Linked DNA regions of Hordeum vulgare: region 2 is linked to region 1. Evidence: chromatin contacts called from public Hi-C data. All regions are on one chromosome and are shown on one strand. The core of a region is the stretch at or near the end of the contact, and the rest is flanking DNA. Distances in the headings are between cores, read along the strand shown. Region 1 has its middle 10 kb from the start of LOC123442189. Region 2 holds the start of LOC123445539 (two-component response regulator ORR4-like).

Region 1 (4,238 bases), core at 1,612-4,111:
TGGATTAGCTAGGTCCGGTTGTAGATTGTAGATACTATTCCCTCCGTTCTTTAATGTGGATCTTTTAAAAGATTGCACTATATACTATCTATAAATACACAGTAGAATATAAATTCATTCATTTTACTACATATGTAGTTTAAGGTAAAATCGTTAAAATGACTTATGTATATAGATATACTTTAGAGTATAAATTTATTTATTTTACTTTGTATGTAGTGTGTGAAGAAATCTCTAAAAAAAACTTATATTTCTTTCTCTAATAATAAAGCAAATACGGTTTTTGTCGTCCGTCTTAGAAATTATCCTTAAATTTTGCATAAATTACCCACCATGTCACCGGTAAATAATAGAAAACGTTTCACAAAGCGAAAAATCTTGAACTTGTGCGGCCCATGTAAAGACCTCCTATATTACGCTCTGCACGTTGGGAGAATATCCAGCACAACGTATGGGTCGGCTCATGCACAGGCGTCTGCTTTTAGTTTCGTTTATTTATTTATTTTCGGTTCTGTTTTATTTTTTTATTTTAAATAATTTAAAACTTCAAATAATCTTTAAATTTTTGATAAACTGAAAATTATAAATCAACATATTTAAAAAACTAAAATGTTTGTCACTTCAAAAACTGGTCGGAGTTTTGTAAAAAATGCTCGCATATACAATAAAATGTTTGCAATTTTAGAAAAATGTCTGTACAATTAGAAAAGTCCATGATCTCAAATACAATTTCATGTATTAAAAATTATTAAAGGTATTTAAGAAAATGCTGTCTAATTCAAAATAAGTTAATGCATTTAAAAAATGTCATAAAATTTGGAAAATAGCTAATGCCTGTTTTGATAGTTTCTTTTTTTATTTAAAATTTTCTGTTCCATTTTTGTTTATTTATAATTTAAATAATTTAGAATTACAAAACTTTTGCATATTAAAAAATAGGTATTTTGAATATAAATGCTGACGAATTTTTATTTTGAATTAAAAATAGGATTCAAGAAAGCGCCGGATTTTTATATTTTTTTGCAAATTCCAAAACAATGTCCATGAATTTAATAAATATATTACTGACTTATAAAAATGTTGGTTTATTCAAAAAAACTTCATGCGTTTCAAAAAATGTTTGTGAATTTAAAATAAAATCCTCCAACAGAAAAAATTATGTTCGTCTTTTCTTGAGTTGGTCGCCAATTCAAAAGAAAATATTTAAACTCGTTCGAAATATAAAAAATATTCACGATTTTTAGTAAATGTTTGTAAATGATAAAAAATGTTCTCAATTTTAAAATTGTTTCCATATTTGTAAAATTGTTCATGAATGATCTAATGTATGTAGTTAAACATTAATGCTTCTAAATCTTTGTGACAATATACCTGTGTGAATTTTGAAGAATTAACTGTTGGATGGATCGGATTATTATTGTATGTTTTTTAAAAAAAATTCTTGAAATTCAGAATAAATCTTTGGGTTACCAAGATTTTTGACAACCATGATATATATTTTTTGAAAATGTAAAGATTGCTTTAACTTGTTAATAAATTTAAAAAAAGAAACATTTTCTTGCATTTGTACATAAATTTTTTAAATCAAGCGATGATATGCGAACGTAATATGGTCACCATCATTGAAGATTTTGTTTTTTTCTTCCGTGGCAACGCACGGACCATTTTGCTAGTTATGAATAAAGAAAGTATAATCTAATGCACATGATAACTCAGACCCATTATGCAAATAGTAGTGCAACAGAAATACTTTCTCCGTTTCTAAATGAAGTCTAACTTTTTTCTACTACGTACTACATACTAAACAAAATGAATGAATCTTCACCTTAAAATATGTCTGTATACATATGTATGTAGTTCGTAGTGTAATCTTTAAAATAATCTACAATGGGACTTAGCAAAAATAACCCCTACACACCCACGAACGCATCCGGTCTGTGACTGAGCGTGTATGTTTTGAACCCTTACATTTTTCGTCCGTGTAGCTGCATTTTTTTTTCATATGTCCGGTGACTTCAACTTGATTGATGGAAAAGAAGTGAGAGAAAGAAAATTGAATAAGGAAAAAGAAAATATGGTCTAGGATGGGGCCAAGTTATACTGACGCGTCCGTGAGCTCTTATATCATCTCTTAATTTAAGATGAATTTGAGAAGTACCGGCGAGTCAAACATTTAGAAAGGAAATGAAGGGTCTGATTAAATCATTTTTTTAGTGGAAGCAAAGGCGGAGCTTTAGCCTAATATGTGTGTGTGTGTGTGTGGGTGGGGGGGGGGGGGGGGGGGAGGGACATAACTATTACAGCAGTTTTCACGGAGAAATAGGCCTAATACAAAGCAATATATATAAATTTCTTGTGAGCTGAGGGAGCCATGGCCAGGTTGGCCCATGAAGTTTCACTGAGTGGGAGGGCATGCATTTCAAAAGCTTGTGGAGGATATATGGGTCCTGTAGATGCTTTAAAAAAACTTATATTCAGAAAAGAGGGAGTACTAGACACGTGGAGTAGATGAGCTGGTAGGAGAATAAGTTGCTACCAACGTGTGCATGGGCAGACTTTTTCCACCTTGGTTAGCGATATGGGCATCTAGATAACTGAGAACAGTGGTCATGCGAGAATTTGGCAGCCGAGCACGAACCTTCCACGCCACGCCGGCCGGGGGCGAGCCCCGAGCAGGAGCAGGAGCAGGCAGGCAGGATCTCTGTCGATCCCGGGAAGTTGATCGTGTCGACCGGTGTCACCGACGGCGACCGGAAAGGCGCGCCCGGGGCAGACAAAAGCTGCGGCGTCCGGCCCCAAGGAGATCGATCGAGGCGTGCGTGGCCCCGTACAGCGTCTGTATGGGAAGAAGGAGACCGCGAGATCGCCGCACATGGCCGCGGCGACGGCGTGGCACCACAACGGCGAAAGCAGAGGGAGGAATAATCCTCTATAACCCATGCCGTCTTCTTCCCGCTCTCTGCTCATGAGGTGTCACCTGTCCTGTCTGACCCAGAGACACTGTGTCGTTCCTTTTAGCAGCGTGTCTGCTCTGTGCAAAGTTAGTAGATGAGGATCGACCACGCATCTTCTTGGTCTTTGGTTCATATCATATCCTTCGGCGCATGTGGACTGGAGTGGGGTTTCTTTCCTTTCTCAGAGACGTGACTGACTGTGCAATCGCCAAATTCACAGCAAGCTTAGAGCATCCACATCCCGATCTTGCAAATCCGGTCTCGTGGACGCTTTTTGGTGCATCGACAGACACTGATCATTCATGTCTTAAGTTTTCGTCTCCACATCCACATATCTCATATCCGGTGCCTTATATTCATACTACACATGCACGTCGAAATAATTTATGTGATCAAACATCGAAAAAAAAACGGAAGCGAACGAACACAAAATTTACGACAAACGGACATCCATCATCATCCAAAACATCATCGAGTTTGCAGGACATAGTTCATCATGACCTAAAAACTATATTAACGATGCGTAGGGGAGAGGGGCATATCATCACTTCCTCGCTAGACCTTTTTCCTTTGGATCATCGGCGCAACTATAGCCGTCCGCGGCTGGCGGAGGGTCTTGGTCGTCGCAGGAGGAGCTGTTGTTGTCGTTTGTCGTCGATGAGGACAATGAGCCCCCCATCCGTTCTACCGTCCTGTCCTGCTCCCGCTTCGACTGCGCGAGTCGGGCATTCTCCTCCGCTGCCTCCTTCACCTCGCACTCCGACTGCTCAATAGCAAGCCGGAGCGCCTTCACATTCTTTCGTCGGAGGCGTCGAGCGTTTGTCTCCGCTCTCGTGAGGGACCAGCGGTACACCCATGCAAGGAGGCGTTCATCCTCGTGGGGCTCTGTCGGCATCCCGCGGTGGCGACACATAGAGTGCCCCGTTGCCTCTCATGGCGGGCGGAGCGCGCCTTCGATTTTGGAGTGTGCGTGCGGGCGCTGGCCGGCAGAGCAGGCACTAGGACCCAACGCTGACCGTGTGGAGCAGCACCGGGCGTGGAAGACACGGTGCGGGGCTGATGCAGACTGTGCATCCCTTTGGGAGCTTCGCGAGGACCGGGAGGGTCCAGCTCCGGCATCCGTGCTCCGCCGTATTGGGAGTGGCGGCGTAGCTCCAGATCCAGGGTTATCACGTGTCTCCACCTTGGACCGCTCCAAGGCGATGTGGAGGGCCATCTCGTTAGAGTCGATGTTAGAGTCGTCATAGCGGCTGTCGGCACGCGACATTCTACTCGATAGGATCA
Region 2 (4,537 bases), core at 1,348-3,847, 63 kb before region 1:
AAGACTTTATCCAGGCTTGTCCCTTGCTACAAAAGGGATTGGGCCACTTTGCTGCATCGTTGCTACTTTTGTTACTTGTTGCTTACTACGAATCATCTCACCACACAATCACTTGTTACCGACAATTTCAGTGCCTGTAGATTTTACCTTGCTGAAAACCACTTGTCAGATCCTTCTGCTCCTCGTTGGGTTCGACACTCTTACTTGTCGAAAGGACTACGATTGATCCCCTAGACTTGTGGGTCATCAGCATCCAAGAGGGGTTTGGTCATAGATGCGGAATGTGTGGAGATTTCCAAGACAAGAATTGGTGTAGGATACAGGTCAGGAGTGGCCGCTCAACATACTTGCTAGTTGTGATGATACCATGCGGGACTGCACAATTATGCTGTTATGGAGAATTTGGTCCCTTCGTTCAGATTTAGCGCATGGGAAAGATCTTCCATCAGTGGCTGTAACTGCTGATTATCTTCAGAGTTATATGAACTCGTTGAACATGTGCAGGAGATTTTCTACTGATGCGATTACCAATGGAAAGATGCCGATGTTCCAGGACTTGGACGTCCAACATAGCATTCCACGCAGTCCCTTGTATGGCTGAGTTCATGAGAAGGCCAGGTTGTGTTATCTATTGATGGTGCATTCATCCTCTCCGATGGTTCATCGACAGCTGGGATGATTCTGCGATGACACGATGGAAATGTTGGAAATATGCCCTAGAGGCAATGATAAATAGTTATTATTATATTTGCTGTTTAAAGATAATCATTTATTATCCATGCTATAATTGTATTGAATGAAAACATAGATACATGTGTGGATACATAGACACAACAATGTCCCTAGCAAGCCTCTAGTTGGCTAGCCAATTGATCAAGGATAGTCAAGGTTTTCTGACTATGTGCAAAGTGTTGTTGCTTGATAACTGGATCAAATCATTAGGAGAATCATGTAATGGACTAGACCCAAACTATGAACGTAGCATATTAATCGTGTCGTTTTATTGCTATAGTTTTCTGCGTGTCAAGTATTTGTTCCTATGACCATGAGATCATATAACTCACTGGCACCGAAGGAATACCTTGTGTGCATCAAACGTCACAACATAACTGGGTGACTATAAATGTGTTCTACAGGTATCTTCGAAGGTGTCCGTTGAATTAGTATGGATCAAGACTGGGATTTGTCACTCCGTGTGATGGAAAGGTATCTCGGGGCCCACTCGGTAATACGACATCACACACAAGCCTTGCAAGCAATGTGACTAAGTGTAAGTCACGGGATCTTGTATTACAAAACGAGTAAGGAGACTTGCCGGTAACGAGATTGAAATAGGTATGCGGATACCGACGATCGAATCTCGGGCAAGTAACATACCGAAGGACAAAGGGAATGACATACGGGATTATATGAATCCTTGACACTGAGGTTCAAGCGATAATATCTTCGGAGAATATGTAGGATCCAATATGGGCATCCAGGTCTCTCTATTGGATATTGACCGAGCAGTACCTCGGGGCATGTCTACATAGTTCTCGAACCCGTAGGGTCTGCACACTTAAGGTTCGGCGATGTTTTAGTATAGTTGAGTTATATGTGTGGTTACTGAATGTTGTTCGGAGTCCCGGATGAGACCACAGACATCACAAGGGTTTCCGGAATGGTCCAAAGACGAAGATTGATATATAGGATGACTTCATTTGGTTACCGGAAAGTTTTCGGGCATTACCGGGAATGTACCGGGAGTGACGAATGGGTTCCGGAAGTTCACCGGGAGGGGGGCAACCCTCCCGGAGGAAGCCCAAAGGACCTATGGGTGGCGCATCAGCCCTTAGTGGGCTGGTGGGACAACCCAAGAGGGCCTATGCGCCATAGACAGAACCAAAGAAAAAAAGGAAATGTGGGAAGGAAGAGAAGGACTCCACTTTCCGATCCTAGTTGGACTAGGATTGGAGTAGGACTCCTCCTCCTCCCTTTCCGGTGCACCCTTGCCCTCAAGGCAAGCCTCCTTCCCCTCCCTCCTATATATAGTGTTGATTTAGGGCTGATTTCAGACAACTTTGCCGCGTGCAACTCAAATCTAGACACCATAGTTTTACCTCTAGATCGTATTTCTGCGGAGCTTGGGCGGAGCCCTGCGGGAGTAGATCCTTCACCACCATCGGAGCGCTGTCACGCTGCCATAAAATTCATCTACTTCTCCGTCTTGCTTGCTGGATCAAGAAGGCCGAGATCATCGTTGAGGTGTACGTGTGCTGAACGCGGAGGTGTTGTCCGTTCGGCACTAGATCGAAGCCGGACGGATCGCGGGACAGTCTGTGGGATGGTCCGTCTCAAAATAAGTGACTTAAAAATGACTCTATTTTATACTAAAGTTAGTATAAAATTAAATTATTTTTGAGTCACTTATTTTGGGACGAAGTGGTACGAGTGGTTGAGTTTCAAGCCACATCGGGCGGTAAAAATGAGACTCTGCAATCTGTATGTAGCACGGGACGTGGCGTGGCGTGGCAGCCCGCACGAATCTCGAAGAAAGCAGAGGGACCGATCCACGACGCACTGAGCACGGCACCGATAAATGGCAGAGGAAATCAACCGGCTTGCGCTGCTCCGCCCGCTTCCAAAGCCAAAGAAGAGAGCGCTCTCCTCAAACCCACCACCACCACCGAGACAGAGGAGGAGAGAGAGAGAGAGTGGCCACGAGGAGGTAAAGGAGGGGAAATCATGGAGGCGATTTGCTGTGGAGATTCGGGTCCGTGATCTGGTCGGATCCTGCTTTCCCGGGAAGAAGAGGCCGAGGCGGTGGCGGTGGCGGTGGTGGGTGCTGCCATGGTGTGGTGTGAATGAATCATGTCGTCCAGCGCGCCTATATCCTCCCCGTAGCCCTCCCTCCCAGCCCCGAGATGCCGCATTAGCCACCAACGCAGCACTTCCACCGTCTCCCTCAAATCCTCTCCTCCTCTCCCCCACGGCGGCGACGGAGTGACCGGCGAGATTTCCCTCCTCCTCCTCCTTCCACTCTGCCTGAGCGCCAGGATTGGCTCTTCTTCCTGCCTGGACGCGCCATGACGGTGGTGGACGCCGAGTCCCGGTTCCACGTCCTGGCGGTGGACGACAGCGTCATCGACCGGAAGCTCATCGAGATGCTGCTCAAGACCTCCTCCTACCAAGGTGAGCCCAACCTCTTCCAGGTTGAAACTTGCCGGGTTCTTCTTTCTGCTGCTCTTCTTCCCCAAATCTCACGGCCGGGTTCTTTTCTCTGCGAGCGGCGCGTGCAGTGACCACGGTGGACTCCGGGAGCAAGGCGCTGGAGGTGCTGGGATTGAGAGACGAGGACTCCTCCTCCTCATCCTCCTCATCCTCATCCCCTCCCTCCTCCTCCGCCCCCGACCACCATCAGGTACTGCCAGCAGCAAAATCAGCTATACTCGATTCATTCTTCTCATCTTCTCGGTGGTTGCGCCATGGAACGAGATCTGAAACCGGCCACGTGATGCTGTCAACCTTTTTGTGGCAGGAGGTGGGCGTGAATTTGATCATCACTGACTACTGCATGCCGGGCATGACAGGATACGATCTGCTGAGGAGGGTCAAGGTAAAACCATTTTGCAGAGCCCCCCCTTTCAATCCCACCATCCATCCATCAATTCATCCCTGCATCTCGGTCCCAAAAAGTTGCTGCTTAATCCTGGGTTGTGCAGGGGTCATCCTCACTGAAGGACATTCCGGTGGTGATCATGTCCTCTGAGAATGTGCCTGCCAGGATCAGCAGGTCAGCACCATAACCTCACTCACTCATGCACCCCACGAATGCTCTGCTCTGCTCCGCTCACTTCTGCCCATACTTTTTACCCTAGCCACCATGGTTGATCTAGCTAGTACTAGCTCATGAAATCGGCGTGTTGTAGTAAATGGGAATGATTTGTTTTTACTGTTCTCGTGTCTGGTTTAACAGTGCAGTACATGGTCCTTTTATGTACTGTATGATGAGATGGGGGTAGGGGTAGGGGTAGGGGGCTGTGGTGGGGAGCAGAAGGAATATCTTGCCATCATAGAGTACCAGCAGTTTTTGCTTAAAGGAGGAGTAGTTGAATGGCCAATGGATATCAATTTATATTTGCAAGGAGGCCTCTTCAGACCTTGGGATTGGTTTTTTATTAAATAGCATAAAAGATTTGCAACTTTTCCACCCTGAATTCGTGCCTTTTTATAGGAGTGAAAAGGCTAGCCAGTCAGCCGTTCATTCGTCCAGAAAATAGGCTGTCTAGTAGTTTGGCACTGCTAGCCCCGAAACTCGCAAAGAAAATCCTCATAAAATTCAATGTTCTTCTTCTGGAGGAAGACAATTTCTAAAATTGACATTCAGACCACAGGAAATGTGTTTCTGAATAAACTTTACTTTGCCGGAAAAGTTTCCGCAAACCTCCAAATAGTTGCTGAAATAACGTGGCGATAGAATCCAAGCATGAAAGATTTGGCCCGTCGGATGTGAACAATGGCATTGGCGATATAGCAGGGCGTGACAAGTGGAGAAAAA

What was found. A called contact is a pair of places that touch in the nucleus more often than the background predicts.
Region 2: a contact with region 1 is called in a Hi-C map of seedling, with 4 times the contacts expected there. The contact joins the promoter of LOC123445539 here to the enhancer-like site in region 1. A contact is called at or near these places in 2 of 6 Hi-C or Micro-C datasets (leaf and seedling).

Annotation. Positions count from the first base shown.
Region 1 is chr3H:599,085,539-599,089,776 of MorexV3_pseudomolecules_assembly, reverse strand. No RefSeq gene overlaps it. Among protein-coding and RNA genes, the nearest start is that of LOC123442189, 10 kb to the right of the region's middle. Within about 2 kb of position 2,861, at least 3 of the 3 cell types and tissues checked have open chromatin away from gene starts, as enhancers often do. A contact at or near this core is called in leaf and seedling, where this site is marked.
Region 2 is chr3H:599,147,557-599,152,093 of MorexV3_pseudomolecules_assembly, reverse strand. LOC123445539 (two-component response regulator ORR4-like) reads left to right here and starts at 2,597. Exons shown (of 5, transcript XM_045122529.1): 1 at 2,597-3,171; 2 at 3,279-3,400; 3 at 3,518-3,595; 4 at 3,702-3,772. The coding sequence starts at 3,066.